Regions from separate parts of the Lactuca sativa genome. Here region 1 is linked to region 2. The links are chromatin contacts, called in public Hi-C maps. All regions are on one chromosome and are shown on one strand. Each heading gives the region's core, a stretch centred on a gene start, on an enhancer-like site or on the middle of the called end of the contact. The rest is flanking DNA. Distances are from core to core; before and after follow the strand shown. Region 1 holds the start of LOC111883555 (protein TIFY 10B). Region 2 holds the start of LOC111883546 (oligouridylate-binding protein 1B-like).

The links. A called contact is a pair of places that touch in the nucleus more often than the background predicts.
Region 1: a Hi-C map of bud shows a contact between it and region 2, with 7 times the contacts expected there. The contact joins the promoter of LOC111883555 here to the promoter of LOC111883546 in region 2. A contact is called at or near these places in 3 of 4 Hi-C or Micro-C datasets (bud and leaf).

The regions. Positions count from the first base shown.
Region 1 is chr4:160,497,600-160,502,826 of Lsat_Salinas_v11, forward strand. LOC111883555 (protein TIFY 10B) reads right to left here and starts at 3,792. Exons shown (of 2, transcript XM_023879876.3): 1 at 3,555-3,792; 2 at 2,624-3,446. The coding sequence starts at 3,708. The coding sequence ends at 2,935.
Region 2 is chr4:160,337,496-160,342,856 of Lsat_Salinas_v11, forward strand. It overlaps LOC111883546 (oligouridylate-binding protein 1B-like), which reads right to left and starts at 1,743. Exons shown (of 12, transcript XM_052770477.1): 1 at 1,496-1,743; 2 at 914-975; 3 at 675-777; 4 at 518-594; 5 at 376-437; 6 at 185-272; 7 at 12-87. The coding sequence starts at 1,609.

The sequences.
Region 1 (5,227 bases), core at 2,542-5,041, 160 kb after region 2:
ATATATATATATATATATATATATATATATATATATATATATATATATATATATATATATATATATATATATATATATATATATATATATATATATATATATATATATATATATATATATATATATATATATATATATATATATATATAGAGAGAATGGAAAAAAAAATAGAAATCCAACGCCACCATTCATATAATTTACTCTTTATTTAATATTGATTTAACGCATAACGTAATATATGGGACCTAGCAATGACCTATCATGCTGTCATTCCTAGTCACAAGTCATGCCATTTGACATAGATGAAAAGGAAATACAAATCAGTACCATGCTAGCCTCATTTTTAGCATTCCATCTTTCACTGAATCAACTTTATCAACTGTTCTATTCAATGCATCAATAAATATCTTTTTTAAGTTTCTATTATATCATTATAGTAGATATTAACAGACTATAACAGATTTCAGACAAATACATTGATACTGAATCGTATATAATGTATGTTTAACTAGTTATAATAGATTTCTGTGAGATAAACTCCTATTGAGTTATATATAAATAATAAATTAAATCTACTCTATTAAATGAAAATATATTTTTTTGCCACATGTCACATTCCCATTCAATTTGTCAAATGTCATTTTAGAGTTATTTTGAATTAATCTTTTTTACACGTATCATTTTATAATTTTTCTATTTTAATAAATTCTACATAATATTTTAATGTAATAATTACAATAAATATAATAATAAACGAATATCAATTTCATTAATGGACTTATATTCTTATTTCAAAATTTCCAAATTAAAACTCATTAGTTTATTTTGTTTATTTATTTAAATTTAAAAGATAAAAAAATCAATTTTAATAATTTATTATTTTTTTTATTTTCTTATAAATCTAAAGTTCTTAAATATTTAGACATTTATATTTATTTTTAAATTTTTTTTTATTTATATTATTTGTTTAAATGTAAAAGATAAAAAAAAACATTTCCAATATAATAAATCATTATTTTTTTTTCATATAAATTCAAAGTTTTCAAAAATTTTAACATTTATATTTAACTTTTTTTTAACTAGCCCATGTAATACATGATTTTCACAACTAATATATATATATATATATATATATATATATATATATATATATATATATATAATAATAATAATAATAATAATAATAATAATAATAATAATAATAATAAGTACAATTAAAATAACCGAATAACAAACTATTATCCCTCAATTTAACGCTTCATAAAACAAAAGTAGCCCTCAATAAAATTAAAAGAGCATAACTACTTCTTCGCTATGACAATAATTGTCTAATATATATTTTTCATTCTGTTACTTAAAAACACAAATTGTCATTGTTTTTTTCTCATATAACATAATATCAATGATAACGAATAAAAATCTTATTCACCTTTCACACTTTTATAATTTCTTATCAATATTCCTTTGTCCCCTCTTCATATTTTACAGCTAAAAAAAATAAAATGAACTTTATATATATATATATATATATATATATATATATATTCAAGTATTCTAACTAATTATTGTGCGGATATCGTATGCAATGAGAATTATTAAGAAAATAAGTTGTTTAGCAATGCGAATACGTTCAACCTTACAAAAATATCGTCATTTTCATGCATTCTCGCTAATTATTATTTATTTTTGTTTTCATATATCGTTTTTCACTCATTTTCATTCTGACAGAATACGACTCAATAAACATTCTGACAAACATTCGGATAGAAATGAGAATAATAATAATAATTGTATAATAACTTTATAGACGATTTAATTAGTGAGAATGTGTGTTAATGACAATAATTATATAAGATTAAACATATTCGTATTGCTAAGCAATTTAATTTCTTAGTAATTTTCATAACATACGATATCCACATAATAATTAGTTAGAATAGAATAACTTAAGCCTATATATATATATATATATATATATATATATATATATATATATATATATATATATATATATATATATATATTCTTCTTTTGTCACGTGTCACCATATTATACCTCCTAATTAATATCATGCTACTTGTCAACTTATTATTCTTTATTTCAAATTTTAAATTTCAAATTTTAAATTTTCCACTTTATTTACATAAAATTAGTAACATTATAATAAAAATTAAATTAAAATTAATACATATTATAAAGTCACTTATTTATTTAAATCAACGATTATAATTTTATATAACTAAAAAAACATCTCTTAATTAATAATTTGTTTGAAATAATTTATTAATAATTTGAATTTTTACTATGAAAGTTTAATTAATTTTATAACCATGGTCTAACATACATTGTTTTGATATATTTTAGTGGCTTTTATTTTGATTTTTTCTTGATTCCCTCAAACAACTCACTTTGATCTACTATTTGTGTTTACCTTCTTTGTTGGTTAATAGTTGTTTAACGTCTAAGGTCATTTTGAGACACAATCATTTTATCTCTGTGCACGGACGACTGTCGACATCTACCTCCTCTACCTCATTCTAATGGGATTTACGGATATGTTATTGTTTCTTTTTGTAACATATATTGTTTCAAAGCGGAATTAAAATATGTAAACTAAGAAACCTAACTAAAATTCATGTATAAAATAAAATATAAATAATAAACCCACTTCAAACAATTAGATAGTTTGATGGTTGATCCTTTGATTGTAAGAAAACACACGAGCTAAAAATACTAAATCATCAAAAATAGAAAAATCTTAAAACCCAAACGAATCTAATCTAAAATATCTATACATTAAAAGCCCTGTAATAGATCGACGTGTCACATTCTGATCCAATCACAACATTCAATATGGTAGTGAAGTCAAACTCTGTTTCACATTAGCTTCAAGGCATTCGAAAAAGCCGGTGGTTATGGCTTCCAACTTCCAAGTCAGAAATTGAGATCAAAACGATGGTCGTTACCGGAAAATGAACCCCCCGGAGACTGATACGGCGCTCGCACGGTGGCTCTGTCTTTCCTCTTGGCCAAGAACTTGTGCAGCGATGCTCGTCGTGCAATTGGCAAATCCGAACCTTTGGTTTGCAGCTCTGCATGAATCGGTGGTGGAGGTAATCGGAAAACATGATCATCAGAAGAAGGTTTTGCAATAGAAGCCAATTCAATTCGGTTCTCGATTTTAGGAGAACCCTTCTGCGCCATTAGCATCAGATCTCTCGCTTTATCTTCCGGAACATCATCTAAAACCAATATATTTCCTCCATAGAAAATCGTCATCTGTGAGGCTTTAGTCTCTGTAGCTTTGTTTTTTAAATCTTCTACATCACATGAGGAATCTAAGATCACATATTGAGGCAACATCTTCTCCGATTTCTCCGCATTCAAGTTCAAATCCTTTTCACCGGGAAATTTCATGTTGCTTAACAAATCAACAGTCGTAGTTTCTGAAATACCAAATTGACACATCAGATTAGTCTCCAGCAATTTCAGAGATCTAATCAATTCAATCAAAGGATCCAACCCCAAATCGAAACAATTACAAACAAACATACCTGAAGCATCGAACTTTGCATTGATTCCGAAACTAAGATCTCGGAACTGATTGCCGTTTTCTTTCAGAAACAGACTCAACCGGTTGCAAGTCTGCACAAACTTCGATTTCTCCACAGGCGCTTTGCCGGAAAAGTAACGTTTCGCCGTCGACATGTCTAAACAAAACAGGTCCGTGGAGGAGTAATGGTGATTGATGATGAAGATTGAAGAAGGAAGAAGGAGGGATTTGCAAATTTATATTAAAAGCTGTTCATGTGCTTTGGCCATATAACTGTTGTGACTTGTGGTGGGGTCAACTTATCCTTTTATAAATCGCCACCGTTTCTCGTGTTTTATATGAGCACGTGTTAATTGTTTTTTTGAGAAATGACTGGTTAGGCGCGAGTCGACTCAGTCTTTGGTTGGACTCGTTCAAATTTAAAATTGGTGGTGGCCCATGCAAATAAGGAGGAGGATTATTCAAAGACTATACCAACTAACTTCACTGGTCGACAGATTATTCCTTTGTAATTTTATATCATCAAAAGAAATTCGGTTTATTGGATGTTTAGATGTTTTGTATTTAAATTAGTTATTATTATGACTTAAAATGTAATACTTTATAATAATCAGTTTATTTAGTATTTAAACTATATTGATTTTCTCATGTAATATACATGCAATCCTCTCGATAACTTACAATGAACCATGAAAGATGAAAGATGAAACCCTATGTTAAAATATATATACTATTTTTAATTTTAACAAGTTTTGGTCACCTTGGGTTAAACGAGTCCACCAGTAAAATACAAAACAACACTTACGTACAAAAAACAATTGTTAATATGTACAACTAGTTTAAAGAAAATAAAACAAATAAACAAATCAATTAACAAGGTGAGGCTTTTGGTTTTTTTAAAGCCATGCATGATGACACATACTCGACTGTTGACTCCACTTATTGTCATGTACTTTTGCTGTTAATCCTTTTAATTATAGAGAACTCTGAGTTGATAAATAAAAAAAGAAACATGGAATCTTTGCATATTTTTGATGAAACAAGATCTCAACAATATCAATTATTTTGATTTCTTTGCCGTCTCTATTTTTACGGTTCATTAAGAATAGTCAATTAGATAAGACTCTGCACTATTTTAAGTACATGATAATGGAAGCGAATAATGCTAACGTTGTTGCTACAATGCTATACATTTGAAAATAATAAGGCGAAAAGTCTTTGGTATAATAAAACTTTTTAAAGAGTTTATGTTGGTGATTTTATATCACTAATATTATTTAAGTGTAATAGGATTAATTTGTTGATCAATGTCATTTTGATAATTATCGAACAAATTAATATGATGTAGAGTGCACATTTGTTTGATTTTGTCATTATTGAAAGTATACTGTTATTTCGGGACGAAGCCCCTGAATTGACGGGGGTCCGGGGGCAGCGCCCCTGGGAGCGGGGTCCAAGGGGCAGAGCCCCTGGTAGGGGTCAAGCTGTCAGGTCAGCACGAAATTTTTTTATATAAGTTATGTTGCTATATAAAAAAAAATGTCTCAGAAATCCGTAATTTTGTAAAAACACCCGATTTTGTGATCCATTTATAGACCCAATTTAAAGTTAGTTTGTGACAGGTAATATGACTGTTTTTGGACAGTAAGTTGTTTTCCTATAACTACCATATGA
Region 2 (5,361 bases), core at 493-2,992:
ATTAATATAACCTGTTGGTTTCGAAAAGAAACAAACCCAAAACCTCTTGAACGTCCAGTTTTCTGGTCCCACATAACCCTCGCATCCCTTTAATGATGCAAATACATGAAAAAAAAAAGTATGTAAAATGCATATATGTATAATTATATGTATGTATGTATAGAGAGATAAAACATGTACTCACGAACAGCTAGAATAGACAGAGAAGCATGCATACAACATAGCATCAGTAACCTCAGGGCTAAGATCACCAACAAATATGTTATAATGACCTTGAAGGGAAGAAAGTGATAATGTCATGAGGAAAGAAAGTAAAAAATAAATATGGGTATATTATAAATTATTTCCAAAAAGGGTATTAATATTAAGTCCTACCTGATGTGTCCTCCCTTTGTCCAGTGACATATGCCCAGTTAACTTTGATAGGTTGTCCAAACCTGCAAAACTTATTTGATAAGAGGAATGTTTTGAAGTGAAATTGCAGTGCAGAATATACCTCTATGAACACACCACTTACAAATGCCTTCCATTTAGAGACACTATTGCAAGTGCAGCAAATCTTCGATCAAAATAGTGAATGAATCCATATGATGACTACAGACATGAAGAAAATTATATAAATATTACTTATAATTTCTTGAAAAAGGAGCAAGAAAGTAGTAAAAAATAGGTACTTTGTCTTTTCTTATGAGTTTGCAGCTTTCAACAGGTCCAGTGCTTGCAAAAACCTCTTGAAGAAGTGGTTCAGTCACTTGTGTATGGATATTTCCCACATACCTGCATTTTTCTCAAAATAAAACAGGATTAAGTGGGCCCAAGTGGGATTTTTATATTTAAAAAAAAAAAAAAACTTTTATGATGATCAAGCATGGAAATGAAAAAGATGATAAGAAGCAAGATGTAAACTACTTACACACTGCGGCATGTGTTTGGATCAAACCCAGGAGGCAAATTTCCACTTGGTATTGGTTCAATCTGCAAAATGAAAAGGTGAAAAATGAATTTCATCGAGAGGATTCAAAATGTGATATTTTTGTAGCCAACAGACAAAAAGAACTGGGGTTCAATCAAAAAAGAATGGAACTGATCAAAGAAACTCGGCATCATCGATAGAACAAAAATCAAAAACCAAACTCCCAAAAAAGATGAAGTCACAAGCATTCACCAGCTAAAATTAAAACGCAGCTAAAATGAGCTCCAAGAGCGGCCATTAACAATTCATGATCAATCACAAAATCAAAAATTGAACAACATGAGGATGAAGTCAGAAGTACTTTTTATATTTTACTAGCCAGCAGACTAAGTAAACACTGATTTTCTCAGATTAAAAACGCAACTATCCAGAAGCTCTAAAACGAGCATCATCAATCGATAATCAATCAAAAAACGAAAACCCTAAACTCCAAATGACAGAATTAACAGACGAAGGATGAAGTCAGAAGCATGTGTATAAGTGGGGATAAATTACAACATTGAAACAGTGTTTTGTGCGAACCTGTGGTGGAGCCAATAGGCCAGGATGATAAAGAGATTGTTGTTGAAGGAGAGCTTGCTGCATCAAAGATTGTTGTTGTTGTTGCTGTTTCAGTCTCTGATGTTGATGTTGCATTATTGACGAATACAAATCTGCTCTGCTTCAGGATCGAGTAAAATTCAGTGATTTGGGGGGTTAGGGTTTCGATACTCCGCGTGGGAGAAACAGAACGACCAATGGAAAGCCCAAGAAGAAATAAACAGACCCGAACAGGACACTAGTACAAACTTAGCCTTGTACTATGACTATATTAACGTTTCACCCCTCCACGTTTGTTATGTACATCAAAATTTTAATTTCTTTTACGCATGACGTTAACAAAAGTTTTAATATAGCACGAATAAGACATAAGGTAAGGATATCACCGACAATATCACTGGCAATAAGGAATATGAATAGTAATTGCACAGAGACCATGACATAAATCAAGAGAACATATTGAACCCCAACTCGTACAACATGTTTGATAAGGGGAAATGACACAAATGTCCTACAAAATTTCTAGAGTTGGTCGATTTAGTTCTTAAAGTTTTTGTCGGGTTTTATGAGTCTCTAAAAAAAGTTCACCATACGACAGTGACCATTTAGACAAAAAAAAAAAAAAAAACTCACATTGTGCCCCTATAAAACCAAAAAAATAAGTTCGGGGATCATATGTTAGTCTCACTTTCACCTCCACTCAATACCACCCTTATTCCACCTTCCCCACAACCTCTTCCGTCAACCCGTCACCCTACCTGAACCAACTGATCATCAACATTTTCTTCAGCCATTACAGCCACCATAACTCACCTTAATCACCATCGAACCAATATCACAACAACCTAGTCCAACCACCCTTATTCCTCCCCTTTGTATCGTGAAATCAGCCACCACTGAAGCACCCATAACCCACAAAAATCACAAGTCAGCCACCATAACCAATCACCTGCAAACCGAAGAAAAAAGATTAACTCTCGTTATCTTTGTGAACCTCATCAAACCCACACATACTTCTCAACCTCGCATCCATCAAACCTGCAACTCAGAGAGATAAGGAGAGGTAGCTTGTACGATTTTGAACAAAGAAGAAGGAAGAAGGGGTCAATTCCTTGAAGAACTGAAATCAAATCAAAGAAAATAGTGGAAGGGGGTTGTGATCGAGAATCAATCAGAAGTAGAAGATGGATGTGATCTTCGGTGAGTGTGTGTAACGATCAAGGGTGAAGACGAAAATAAGAGCAACGATCGATTTCTTGGGAGGGTGCGAATTGAATGTGAATCGACTTTAGAAGAAAAGAATTATAGCTAATAAAGTCGATTTTTGTTGATGGATGTTGGCATACACGAAGACACACAAGAAATCGAATGGGTTGCTATCTTTCATTCTTCTCCCAAATCACTTCGATCTTGTGGCATAAGCTTTTGATCCCCAAACTTATTTTTTGGCTTTATAGGGACACAATGTAGGTTTTTTTGGTGTAAATGGTCACTATCGCATGGTGAATCGGCTATTACAAGTTGACATGGACTAAAAGAGCAGGTCATATCCTAGTTTAGGACCCGTAAAGCTTGGCAAAAACTTTAGGGACTGAATCGACGAATCCTAAAAACTTTGTAAAGCATTTGTGTCATTTTTCTATTTGATAATGATGATGATAGTTCGATACCATGAACAACATTCATGGTTAATATGTTAATTCAATTCATGAGAAAATAAAATTTCAAATAATAAATTGAATAATGGACCCATCCTAATTAATTGGACATAGTTGTTATGGAGCTCAATCCAAATGACTTTGGTCCCAATGATAATTAAAAATAGTAATCCAAACCAAGGTTGTAAAAGTCATTTAACGATACAATGTCACTAATAACGAGAAAAAAGTTCTTTTGTTTCCGACTTTATCACTCTCCATAATAATATGTCCAATTACGTTTGTTGGAAATGAAAGAGGATGAGAAAATAAAGGATCGAAGAATGAGAGTTCAATGAACTAATACAATTATTGTAGTGTGTACGTGTGTCTGTGTGTATGTATGTGTGTATATATATATATATATATATATATATATATATATATATATATATATATATATATATATACATATATGTATATATAGGTTCAAATGTGGATTGACATCTATTGTGCGGACGTGTGGACAATGTTATTCTGTGAGAATGATGAAGAAAATATGTTGTTTAATAATGTTAATACGTTCATTTTTACATAATTATTGTCATTATCACACATTTTCACCAATTAAATCGTTTATAAGGTTATTATAGACTTTTTTTTATTATTCACATTCTGTCAGAATGTTGTCAAAATGTTTATTGAGTCGTATTTTGTAAGAATGAAAATGAGTGGAAAACGATGTGTGAGAACAAAAATGAATAAGAATTAATGAGAATGAATGTAAATGAAAATAATTGTGTGAGGTTGAACATATTCACATCAATAAACAACTTATTCTTTTAGTGATTATCATAGAATAACATTGTTCACACGTCCGCACAATAGTTGTATATATATATATATATATATATATATATATATATATATATATATATATATATATATATATATATATATAGAGAGAGAGAGAGAGAGAGAGAGAGATTCTATGGAAAATAAAAAGGGATAATGACTTAAAAGAGTAATGTATTTTTCGATTTGTACACATTTGGTCACTGAGTTTTTTTTTCGTCCACATTTACCCCTTCAACTTGTTAAACTATACACATTCAGTCCTTATGATCGGTTACTCCAGGCTAGCCGAGAAAAACGACTTAATAGGATAATATATTTTTCATTTTGTACACATTCAGTCCTTAAAATTTTTGTACATATTTATCCTTAACATTTTTTGTTTCAAAATAAGTTTTTTTTTTGTACTCATTCTGTACATATGAATCATTTCTTTAGTTTTTTCTCACGACATCTTACGTGAGACAATCATTGATGAGGTGTTTGGGTTGTTGATGCTTATGTCCAACGCGATCTCGACTGCTTGGTTGCATAGGTCTTGTGGTTTGGCTTAAGTCTTATATTCTGAACGTCGTAACTTCTTCATACGATATCAAATTTTAACGATATTTATATCCACGTGTTCATTTTTTCATTAAGATTACTCTCATTAAAATGTAATATATTTTTACTTACTGTTTTATAAATAAAAAAATAAAAACATCCATACATGCATTCATAAAAAGCGTATGGACGTGTGCGGACGCAAGAATACATAGTATGTGTTGTCGAGATTAAATAGGTGTTGCTGATACATGAAAAATAGGTATAAACGAAAAAAAAATCAAAATTTTTTCCACTGTGGACAAAAAAATGGGTGTTGTTGGTGCAATACCAAGACCAGGCTAAATCCGCCCCTACATATGGATATAAAAATCGTAGGTAAAAATATATTATTTTTTAATACAAGTAATCTAAATGAAAGTTGTAGTAGACTAAAATACGAGCACATAGATATAAAGATCTTTCGCATGGATATAAAGATTGTTAAAATATGAGATCGTATGGACAAGTTATGATGTTCAGAATACATGACCAAAGCAACCAAGTAGTCAAGATCGCGATGGACATAAGCATCAAAAGGCTCAAACACCTCATTAATGAATGTCTCAGGTAAGATTTCGTGAGAAAAACCTAAAAAAATCATTCATAAGTACTGAATGAGTACAAAAACCAAAATGACTTTGTAACATCCCCAAAATTCAAGACCAAAAATTTCATTTTTAATTAAGTTATTATAAAACCAATTAGTATAGAAACATCCATAATAACATCTCATGTCAAAAACCAAGGTAGAAATTATCAAATCATGTTATC